Regions from separate parts of the Sus scrofa genome. Here region 2 is linked to region 1. A link is a contact called in public HiChIP or PLAC-seq data. All regions are on one chromosome and are shown on one strand. The core of a region is the stretch at or near the end of the contact, and the rest is flanking DNA. Distances in the headings are between cores, read along the strand shown.

The links. HiChIP or PLAC-seq counts read pairs in DNA pulled down with a chosen protein or histone mark.
Region 2: an H3K27ac HiChIP or PLAC-seq map of skeletal muscle shows a contact between it and region 1, with 2.4 times the contacts expected there. The contact joins the promoter of LOC100620992 here to the promoter of GTF2I in region 1. A contact is called at or near these places in 2 of 2 datasets of contacts at active chromatin or transcription factors (alveolar macrophages and skeletal muscle).

What each region holds. Positions count from the first base shown.
Region 1 is chr3:11,652,738-11,658,248 of Sscrofa11.1, reverse strand. It overlaps GTF2I (general transcription factor II-I), which reads right to left and starts at 1,321. Exons shown (of 33, transcript XM_021086344.1): 1 at 1,019-1,321. It overlaps GTF2IRD1 (general transcription factor II-I repeat domain-containing protein 1), which reads right to left. Exons shown (of 26, transcript XM_021086345.1): 26 at 4,467-5,289. The coding sequence ends at 4,997.
Region 2 is chr3:11,894,672-11,899,888 of Sscrofa11.1, reverse strand. LOC100620992 (general transcription factor II-I repeat domain-containing protein 2) reads left to right here and starts at 1,433. Exons shown (of 14, transcript XM_013995562.1): 1 at 1,433-1,956.

The DNA.
Region 1 (5,511 bases), core at 72-2,571:
TTCTTTGCCTGGACCACGTGGGAGGGAGGAGACCCTGTACTCTGGAGGTCAGCAGACGACCCTCAACAAAGCTTTGATGCTTTTAAAATGCACCTGTCTATGTGTATCTATATCTGAAAGGGTTGTTGTGAAGCCCCTGCCAGTAGAGCTCAGGGGCAGGGAGGCAGCTGGGCAGGTGAGGGAGGCTCCCTGCAGGGGAACAGGTGCTCCAGAGCTGCTGCCCCCCCACCCCCCGCCTCACCCTCGCTTTGTCCCGGCTCTGATTATTGCTTTATTACTGTTTTCAGTCAAATATAATTCTGGCATTTTCTATAATCTTGATCTTTTCATTGATACCAGATTTCTATACAAAGATTTGTATATAAAATGATTATGTACCCACCAGAATACATTCCCCGGCAATTAGAACGTTTAAGATGCAGCTCCTAACATTCCTTCTGCACATTCCTCATTTATTACTTTTGAAAGTGTTTTGTGATTTTTTTTTTCTTTTGGGTGCATGTGTTTACAAATCCAATAACAATTCTCATTTAGAGTTGCAAAACACGAAGCCAATTTTGAACCCAGACAGATGGCAGCTAAATGAAGTTTAATTAAAGAATGAGTGCTTTGAATCACATCACTTTAAAAAGTACAGTACACTGAGATTCTGGAGAGGTTGCATAAACAGCATCTGGGCTCTTGTGCAGAAGGCAGGGTGTGCTGGGGAAGACATACTTAGGAAGGCAGCCCAGGGGATCTGGGGGCGCTGGGAGGGCACAGCGTGGGCCACGCAAGCAGGCAGTGGGGGCGAGGGGGAAAGTCGAGGGAGGGATGGGTGGCCAGCGGTGGCCGCGTACAACCTCCGTATTCAGCCCAGACACCCCTCCCAAAGTCCAGGGCTCCCTGGACCGGAGAGGAAACAGACACAGGCTACCTCTTGGTTCAAAAGCTTTGACTAGGGAGAGGGGGGGATCCCTCAGGCTTTTATGGAATGAGGTCAGGACCAAGGCGCGAGGGTTTGGCTGCACCAACCCACCTATGTGCACGCGTCCGAGGATGACAGATGCAGAGGCTCTACAGTCCGCGGAGATTCGGGGTTCGCACGCCGGTCCCCAGGCCCCGGGGGGTCCCCGCCTCTCCGCGCAGCCGCCGCCGCCGGGCACCGTCTCGTGCAGTGCAGGAGCCACTTCCGGCTCTGGCCGCAGATCTGAGCGCGGGGGCGGGGACGCCCGGGCCGGTCTAGACAACCCGGAGGCGCCAGCCGGGCGGCGGGGGCGCCAGGTGGGCACAAGCCCCAGGGCGGCCGCGGCCAGGCCGGTGCCCAGGCTGCAGTCGCTCGCTGTTTGGTGGCTGCGTGGGGAAGAAAGAGGAAGGAGCAGCGGGATGACAGGCAGAGGAGCGAGACGGACCCGGAGGGCTGAGGCGTTGGCACGGCACTCTGCTGCGGGGCGGGGGGGTGGGGGTGGGGGTTAATCCAGGGAGAAACAGGATAAGATGGGGGAAGGCTGGGTGCCAGGGGAGGGGGGAGGAAAGCAAGGTGGCAGCTGCAATGCTGCCCTTGATCTCCTAGGCGGCTTATGCCTTGAGGGCGGTGGTCAACTCAGGGGGTCGCCCCTCCCCTGATCCTAGAGATTAAAGACTGGCTGGGCTCAGGGCCAGGGGCCTGAGAATGCCATGGAGAGCCCTGACAGATCCTGGGCTACTGGGATGTGGGCAGGAGGTGGTGGTACTAGCAGAGAGAAGGAAGGGGTGGGTGTGGCAGGCCAAGTCTGTGGTTTCTGGCTGGCATCTTTCCAGTGGGAAGCAGAGTCTGGAAGGCTGGGACAGGGCCTCGCCTCCCATCTCTGGGCACCGAGCTGACCTGGAGGGCTGGCAGAAGCTGCTGGACTATTTGGATCGTGTACTTCGCTGACTCAGGACTCAGTTCCTCCAAGCAGTGTGGCCTCCTGCTGGGGCCTTGGCTGGACCCCACCGTCACCCTGACTGCTCCCAGCCCCAGCACTGGCATCCAGCTGACCTCCAAGTCCTGTTGGCTGACCTCCTTGTTATCCTCCACCTGGCCCAAACCACCGCCGGCTCTGCTAGCACAGCGTCAAGAGCCTCCCACGCGGCCTGCAGCTTTCTCTCTCCTCTGCCGTCAGTCACCTTTCGGCAGGAAGACAGCTCCTTCCACAATGCAGATCTGGCCAAGGGTCACCCTTGCTACTCTGTGCTGTGGCTCTCGCCCCCATCCCCCAGCCCCTCTGCCCGGCCCACGAGCTCTTCCACCAGGACCTGTGAGAGTAAGGATGCAACTCAGTTCCAGAGCACAAGGCTGGGCCGGCAGGACCCGGGCTGCATTTGTGCCCCGACCCCGTTCACCCCTTCAGTGCTACACCCTGTGCAGGGCACAGTCTGCTGACTGCCCCGACCTGCCTCTCCACCTCACCTCTAGCCGCTGTCTGCACGTCCTTCTGCTCCAGCGACTCCTTCTCGTTCCTGGAGGCCCAGGTTCAGTCATGTGCAGCTCCCTCAGAACACCGTCCTGCCCCAGTCCTCCCCACTGTGTCCTGCCAGCTCCTTGTTTTCTTGTCTTTCTATGGCCGCATGTGCAGCTTATGGAAGTTCCTGGGCCAGGGGTCAAATTGGAGCTGCAGCTGTGGTCTACACCACAGCCACAGCAACACCGGATCCTCAACCCACTGAGCGAGGCCAGGGACTGAACCCACATCCTCGCGGACACTCTGTCCGGTTCTTAACCTGCTGAGCCACAACGGGAACTCCTGTCCTGCCAACTCCTAAGGTGACCTGCAAGTCTTAACTACAAGGACCATTTCCTGACTCTGCAGTAAGTAGAGTCGCCCTGCCCTGTGCTCCCAGGGAGTCTTGCCCTTCCTCGTCAGGACACTCGGCCCCCATACCTGTCTCCCCCACTGGAACTGAGTGAGGGGCCACAGTGTGCCAGACCCGGACGAATGCCAGGCCTTTCTGCTTCTGGTCCCATCCTTTCCTCCTGCCACCAAAGTGGTCCTTCTGAGAGGCAGCTGAGCCCCATCACTCTGCTTAAATACCCTGAGCTCCAGCAAAACCCCAACGACCCCTCCAGGCCCAAGCCCAAGCCCCTTCTCCAGGATGCCATCCCTTCAGCTATGGAGATTCCGTACTTAGCATGCGTAATATTTTTGACTTCACCTGAGTTACTGGGACCAAGACCAGGTGGCCCCACCCTACCACGTGCTCCCTGAGGCCAGGCGGCTGGCCTGGCACTTTGCCTTCCGCGCTGCCCCATCCTGAGGCCATGTGACCCCCAGAGTAGAGACGTGAATGGAGCCTGTACCCAGGGCCCAGCGGTCAGGGCCACCGCCTCTGCTTTGGCAAGGAAGGAGCGCCCGGGCAGGCCACCTGAGCTGAGTCTCCCAACCTTGTTCCAGTGACGGCGGCAGCAGCCAGAGTCCGAAAGAGAACACACAACAGTTAAGAACAAAGGCGTTCGGTTTGTTTTTTTTTTTTTTTTTTTACTTATTTAAAAAGGCCTTGGTGGCAGGAATATAGTGTAAAAATCATTGGAAAAACTAAAAGGCATTGATACATATCCGAATATACACTTTGTACATAAATTACATTTCCTTTAGTCTTTCTGAGTGAGGTCCTGATTCAGCACTGAGGTCTAGTAGTTCAGAGGTCCCGGGAGCTGCACGTTCAGGCCGGCGTAGTCCACCATGTACATTGGCCATTGCTAGAGAGAGGGGGACAGGGCGTCCGGGTTAGGACTCCAGGTGACACGGAGGGCGCTCCAGAACACGCAGCGCTGCTTTCTGAAGGGCTCCTCCGACGCTGTCTATTGTGAGGCTGCGCAGGGCCCAGAGAGGGGATGGGACCTGTCCAAAGTCACTCAGGTCGCAGTGGCCATGGGGCCTGGGCTGGAGCCTTCTGACTGGTTCCCCCTGTGTCCCGAGGGCTAACCATGCAGACCAGTTTCGGGGGCCGGAGGGACTGGGGAGTGGCTCAGAAACCTCTAGAAACTGAGCCCCTCTGGGCCTCAAGCTCTAAAGCAGCTGTCAGGAGAGCTGTTCTGTCTAGACTGTGGGAGGGGCTGGGGACCCCCTGTGAGCATGGAGACAGGGACAAAGGCAAAGCCTGAGCTTTGGAGTTTTCCAGGAAGGGGTTCAAGGATAAAGACATCCTAAAATCATTTCCAACTGTGTTCCAATATCCTCCACATTTGGACTCAGGAATTTAAAAATTTTTTTATTTTTATTTTTTGGTTTTTAGGGCTGCATGCGTGGCATATGGAGGTTCCCGGGCTAGGGATGAGGCGGAGCTACAGCTGCCGGCCTACACCACAGCCACAGCCACGTGGGAGCTGAGTCGTGTCTGCGACCTATACCACAGCTCATGGCAACACTGGATCCTTAACCACTGAGCGAGGCCAGGGATTGAACCTGCAACCTCATGGTTACTAATCAAGATTTGTTTCTACTGAGCCACGACAGGAACTCCGGGAATTTTTTTTTTCTTTTTGGCTGCACCTGTGGCTAGCGGAAGTTGCTGGGCTGGGGCTTGAACCCGCACCACAACAGTGACTGAAGCCACAGCAGTGACAGTGTTGGATCCTCAACCTGCTACACCACCAGGGAACTCCTGGACTTGGATTTGAAAGCTACTATTTTGAAATCAGAAAAAAACCATTAGGCATGTGCTGCTAATGAGGTTTTGCTCTTGAGCGGGACGGAAAAAACCAGCCACGTGGCAGAACCAGTGGGGCTTCGGAGGTGGGGTCTCCACGCACCAGCTGTGAGACTGCAGAGTCAGTTGGCCTCGGACCCTCATTTTCCTTGTCTACATACTGTGGGTAACACCCACACCGCACAGGGCTGTGGCCCAGGCATGTGATGTGAGCAGAGATTAGCTTAGCATCTGTCTGCCCCGGGAACCTGGTGGTCTGCTCGGCATCTTCGGAGCAGGGAGGTCAGGTCTTTTCCTCCCCCAGCCCTTGCCCGGGGGGCACTGCGAGCATCTGATGGGAGGGGAGGGACTAGCTCATGGGTGGGGCAGGCAGACGTGTCTGCCCACCCCACGCAGGGCCAGCGTCTCCCCGAACCCCAGACCCACGCCCCCGCATGGACAACCCTGCCCCAGTGCCGGGTGAGGGCCAGAGAGAGCGGTCAGGTCCAGGGCGGGACAGCTTTACCACGAGTGAGATCTGATTGGTGGACGCCACCGACTCCGGGTTCGAGGAGGAGGAAGAGGAAGACGAGGAGGAAGAGGAGACGGAGTTCCCTTCAGAGACCCGCTTTCTCTTGCGCTTGGGAACGCTGCTGTCTTTGGCTGGCGGGAGAAAGGGTTGCTGACGTCAGAGCCCCTGTGTCTCTGCCTCCCAACCCCCCTGGGAAAAGCCCTGTTCTCAGGGGTTTTTTTGCTTTTTTTTTTTGTCTTTTTTCCAGGGCTGCACCCGCAGCATATGGAGGTTCCCAGGCTAGGGGTCGAATCAGAGCTGTAGCTGCTGGTCTACGCCAGAGCCACAGCAACGCCAGATCAGAGCCTTGTCTG
Region 2 (5,217 bases), core at 184-2,683, 240 kb before region 1:
GGTTCAAAACACCAAAATTCTTCCTATACAAGATTTTAAAGCAGATTAGAAAGTTGTTTCCAGGAGTTTCCGCTGTGGCACAATGGGATCGGCAGCATCTCTGCAGTGCCAGGACGCAGGTTAGATATCCAGCCTGGCATACTGGGTTAAGCCTGGCATCCAGTGTTGCCCCAGCTTCGGCGTAGGTTACAGGTGTGGTTCAGATATGATCCCTGGCCTGGGAATTCCAAATGCCATGGGGTGGCCAAAAAAGAAAAAAAAGAAAGAAAATTGTTTCCAGGTTACTTTTTTTTTTTTTTTTTTTGTCTTTTTGGCCATTTCTCGGGCCGCTCCCACAGCATATGGAGGGTCCCAGGCTAGGGGTCGAATCGGAGCTGTAGCCACCGGCCAACGCCAGAGCCACAGCCACGTGGGACCTGAGCCATGTCTGCAACCTACACCACAGCTCACGGCGATACCGGATCCCCAACCCACTGGGCAAGGCCAGGGATCAAACCCACAACCCCATGGTTCCTAGTCGGATTCATTAACCACTGAGCCACGATGGGAACTCCCCTCCAGGTTACATTTTTAAGTATGAGAGTTTTACACTCCCATTGTTTTGGGCAACAACAAAAGTCAATCCTTATTATTTGCTAATTTCATATTTGTGAATTCACCTACTCACTATAATTTATAGGTAAATTTAAAAAGCAATACTCACCTTCCTTTCCCCGATCTTGCAGACACAGCAGTGGCAAAAACAAGTTGTTCTGCCTGCCCTACATGTTCCCAGCTGAAGTAGAATGAGGTGACACTCGTTTCAGGTCTAACATAGGAAACGAGTATCCTGTTCTGGGTCTATTTAATGTTCATTTTCCACATTTTGTGCTTCCATGCGTGTGTGTGTGTGTGTGTGATTTTGCTGTTTAAAATGGTCATCAAATATAGTACTTAAGTGCTACCTGTGTTTCTAAGCGCAAGAAGGCTATGATGTGCCTTATGTAGAAAATACTAGTGTTAGCTACGCTTCCTTTCAGACATGAGTTACAATCAGTGCTGCTGCCTATGAGTTCAAACAATGTATCAACTCAAATATACACTGAGTTCCCAGGTGGTTCAGAGGGTTAAGGGTCCCCACGTTGTCACTGCTGTGGCTCTGATTACTCCTATGGTAGGGGTTGGATCCCCGGCCCAGAAACTTCTGCTAGCTGCGAGCATGGCTGAAAAAGAAGTAAGGCACACTACGTTAAATCTGAGCAACAGGTAAATATTTCTATTATCTTATTCTCCTTTTGGTATATTTAAAATAAATCTGTAACTTAAGTTTGATTAGATAACACTATAGTCATATTCAACTGTTTGCTGGAACGCCAGCACCACCTGATGGACAGCTCATGATTGGTTGGCAATGCCAATGACCCCATCAAAAGGTCAGTTAACAAATAACTCCAGGGCTTTAAGGCAGATTCACCGATCACTGGAATTGTGACCTCACCGCTTTAAAGCTACAAACTGCAATTTAATGAGTATCATATTAAATAACAGCAAGAGAGTATGTCCATGTTTGAGGGCGGTATCACGGCGTGAGACCAGACACCTGCAGCCACTCATCAAAGGCCGGGGATGGATGAGCACGGCTGGCCTAGAGCAGAAGGGGACTGAGAGCCTTCCAGCAAACTGTGCAGCGAACTGGATTTCATGGCACCGGAAACGGCAACTCCCACTTGGGGCGCTGCGGACACACGAGTCAAGGCTGCCTTCCAGGAAGCCAAAAAAAAAAAAAAAAAAAAAAAAAAGGGAAAAGAAAGAGAAAAAGGAGGGATAGTGGAGCGCAGGGCTTCGGCCGCCACCCACACGCAGCGTCCTCGCCTCATCGCGGTCACGGCCGCCGCCCTCGGCCCCCCGCCACTCCCGGGTGGCCCAGCCCTCGGACCCCGCGACCGGCAGGGCGCTGCCCGCCGGCGGGGACCTCAGGTGCGTACCCCGCCCCTGCCGCAGCCGCCATTAAGAGCGGGTGCTTTGCTTGGAACTCTCTACTCGCGGGCGTGGCGGAGGGTAGGTTGCCCTCCGAAGCGCGCGGCTGCAGCCCCCTTCCCCGCCCGCCCGACGGGGCCCGGAACCGGCTCCCCACGGGCAGGGCCCGCGGAGTGGGGGTGGGGCGGGAAAGCCCCGGCGCGGGGGCCGCGGTCGCACGCACAGAACGCGCATCACTCTCCCTTCTGATTGGCTGAGCGAAAGCGGTGGGGGCGGGGGCTGCCGGTTCTGGGCTCTCTGGGTCCCGGAGTGCGTGAGGTCAAGCTCCGGCTGGCGTACTTGGGAGTACACCGCTGCGTGCGGGCGAGCCTGATTGGTTAATTGGGGGGGCGGGGCGGGGCGGGGCGGCCGCTGTTGCCTAGTAACCGCGCCCTGCTCCACCGCAACGACTGGCCCACCCGCTGGGTTTTGTCCTGGGTGGGCTCAGTCGGGCACCCAGTAGCGGCCTGTCTGTGGGCATAAAACTAATTCAGAGGCCGGACGATGAGCTTCTGGCCCTAGATTAGAATCCCTCAGATTATGATTTAGAGATAAAAGAGAAAAAAAGACTTGCGGGACTATATTTCCCACCTTTCAAACAAAATAACAGCTTTATTGAAAAATGCCATGAAATCCACACTTGCAAAGTGTATAATCCAGCGGATTTTTTGTTTATTCACAGAGTTGCGCGACCATGACCACTAATGCCAGAATGTTTTCATCACCCAAAAAGAAAATCCATTTCCGTTAGGCAGTCATTTTCTTTTCCCATCCCAGCCCTGGACACAGCGAAGTATTTTCTGTCCGATGGCTCTGCCTATTCCAGCATTTCCTAAGCTCAGAATCATCAAAGGGAGTCTCTTGGATCTGGCTTCTTTGCTTCCTTCTTATGGCTGAATAATAATCCATTCAATGGGTATACCCCATTTCCATTTTCCCTCAATTGATGAATGTTTTTGGATTTTTACCACTTTTTGGCTATTATGAATACCGCTGTGAACATCCGTGTTCACTTTTTTTGCGTGGATGGTTTGTTTTGAGCTCCTAGATACATACCAAGGAGTGGAACTCCTGAGCCAAAAATATCACGTTTTAGTTTTGTGCTGGTAATTTGAAGTAAACAGATGTTTAGATATAAGATTGGAAATTGGCACAGTGGATATTGCTCACGGCTGCAGCTGAAGAACTGAGCAACCCTTCTCTTTTCTTCCCTCTGGAGAGGGAGGCTTGATCTGTGTGCCTTCAGAAGACACAGGGCTTGGCGCCAGGCTACTGCAGATGTGAATCCATTTGGGGCGGTTTAGCGACCCCACCCCCGTTTGCTGCCGGGAGCTCTGGGTCTTTGCCCACACCTGCTGCCTGGGCAGTCTCTTCCCTTATTCCCAGGTTGTTGACCCAGGACCCTGGACACTTTTGGGATTGTCTGGCTTTCCTTTTGCTTTTATTAGCTGCTATTCTGCTGTGTCTGTGGAAGTCTGTCTTACTTGAAACCCAGAATGTGGATTTTTTCCTAGTTTTCCCCTTGGCTTGCCTGCTGGCAGTGTATGTCTTGACACAGCAGGTGCTCATTACATTTAAAAACATTTTAGGAGTTCCTGTTGTGGCACAGTGGGAACGAATCTGACTGGTATCCATGAGGATGCAGGTTCAATCAGTGGCCTCGCTAAGTGGATGGGGGATCCGGTATTGTGGTGAGCTGTGGTGTAGGTTTCAGATGACCCAGTGTGGCTGTGGCTGTGGCTGTGGCAGGCAGCTGTAGCTCCAATTCGACCTCTAGCCTGGGAACTTCCATATGCCACAGGTTCAGCCCTAAAAACCAAAAAAAAAAAAAAAAAATTAAATTTGGCTGAAGTCCTTGATTATTACATTTTTTTTTCCTGCAACCACGACATGCAGAAGTTCCCTGGCCAGAGACTGAACCAATGCCACAGCAGTGACAATGCTAGATTCTTAAGCACTAGCCCTCCAGGGAACTCATTTATTAATCGTTTAAATTTGACTTTTTTTTTTCTGCTTTTTGACATTGAAAATACATATTGTTATTTCTAGTTCTCTTCCATACTCCCTGGTCAATCCAGAAGAAGAGTACCTGTTGTCTTAAAATTTGTTATTCTTTTTTTAGAATTTTTTTTCACTTTGAGTTATACTGACATGTTACATTGTATTGGTTTTAGGAATACAACCTAGCGATTTGATATATGCATGTTTTGTGAAATGATTACCACAATAAGTTTAGTCAATATCCGTCACCTTATATAGTTACATTTTTTTACTTCGTGGTAAGATCTCTGTCACAGCAACTTTCAAATGTAGTGCAGTACTATTAGCTATAGTCACGCTATACAGCACATCCCCAGGGCTTATTTTTTTATAACTGGGAATTCTTACTTTTTGACCTTTTGTACATTTCTGTTGAATGACGACTAAGTACGCTTGGGTTTGGAGTTTCCATTCACTGTAAGTCTGGGCTGAGGTGGCACCTTGGGAACTTGCTAATTAAAATCAAAGCCTCGGGGACCCTGGGGGAAAAATTAACTTTGGAAAGAACATCTAGAAACAGTTTAAAACAGAGCAGGACTCTATTTTAAGATTCCAGAGGTTTGATACAGCGAGTGGATGACATTCCAAATGATGAAAACTGTACGTGGTAGGTGGAAATGAATTCTAGACCAAGGATGGGCAGACTTACTTTGTGAAGGGTCAGATAATAAATACTTGCAGTTCTGAGGCCACATGGTCTCTGTCACATGCACGCAACCCTGCCTTTGCAGGAAAGTGGCCAAAGACAAGATGTAAACCAATGGGTGAGGCTGTGTTCCAATAAAATTTTATTTACAGAAGTAGGTCTGGATTTGATCTTTGCTTTTCATTCACAAAATATAACATTGAAAAGAAGAGCAAGTCCTCAAAGATTGCTGAGAAAACGGAGATCGGAGAGTTGTTTTGGTTTACATCTCCAGTTTTTAAAAAGCAAAAAGTTAAGCACTATATAAAATCTGTGATCTAAATGAACACAGCTGATGCCTTCCATCAGAATAGAGACGTTCATCCTGCTATAGGCTTTGGGGGTTTGAACTCTGCGACGCAGGCTCTCATTGTCAAGGATCTGTAGCTTTATTAGAATGTAATGAGGTTTTTTTTTTCCCCTCAGGGAAATGTTCTCAGGGTGGGAAACCACATGATTAGCTTATGATCATGGTTCATTAGTTTGGATGTTCTATT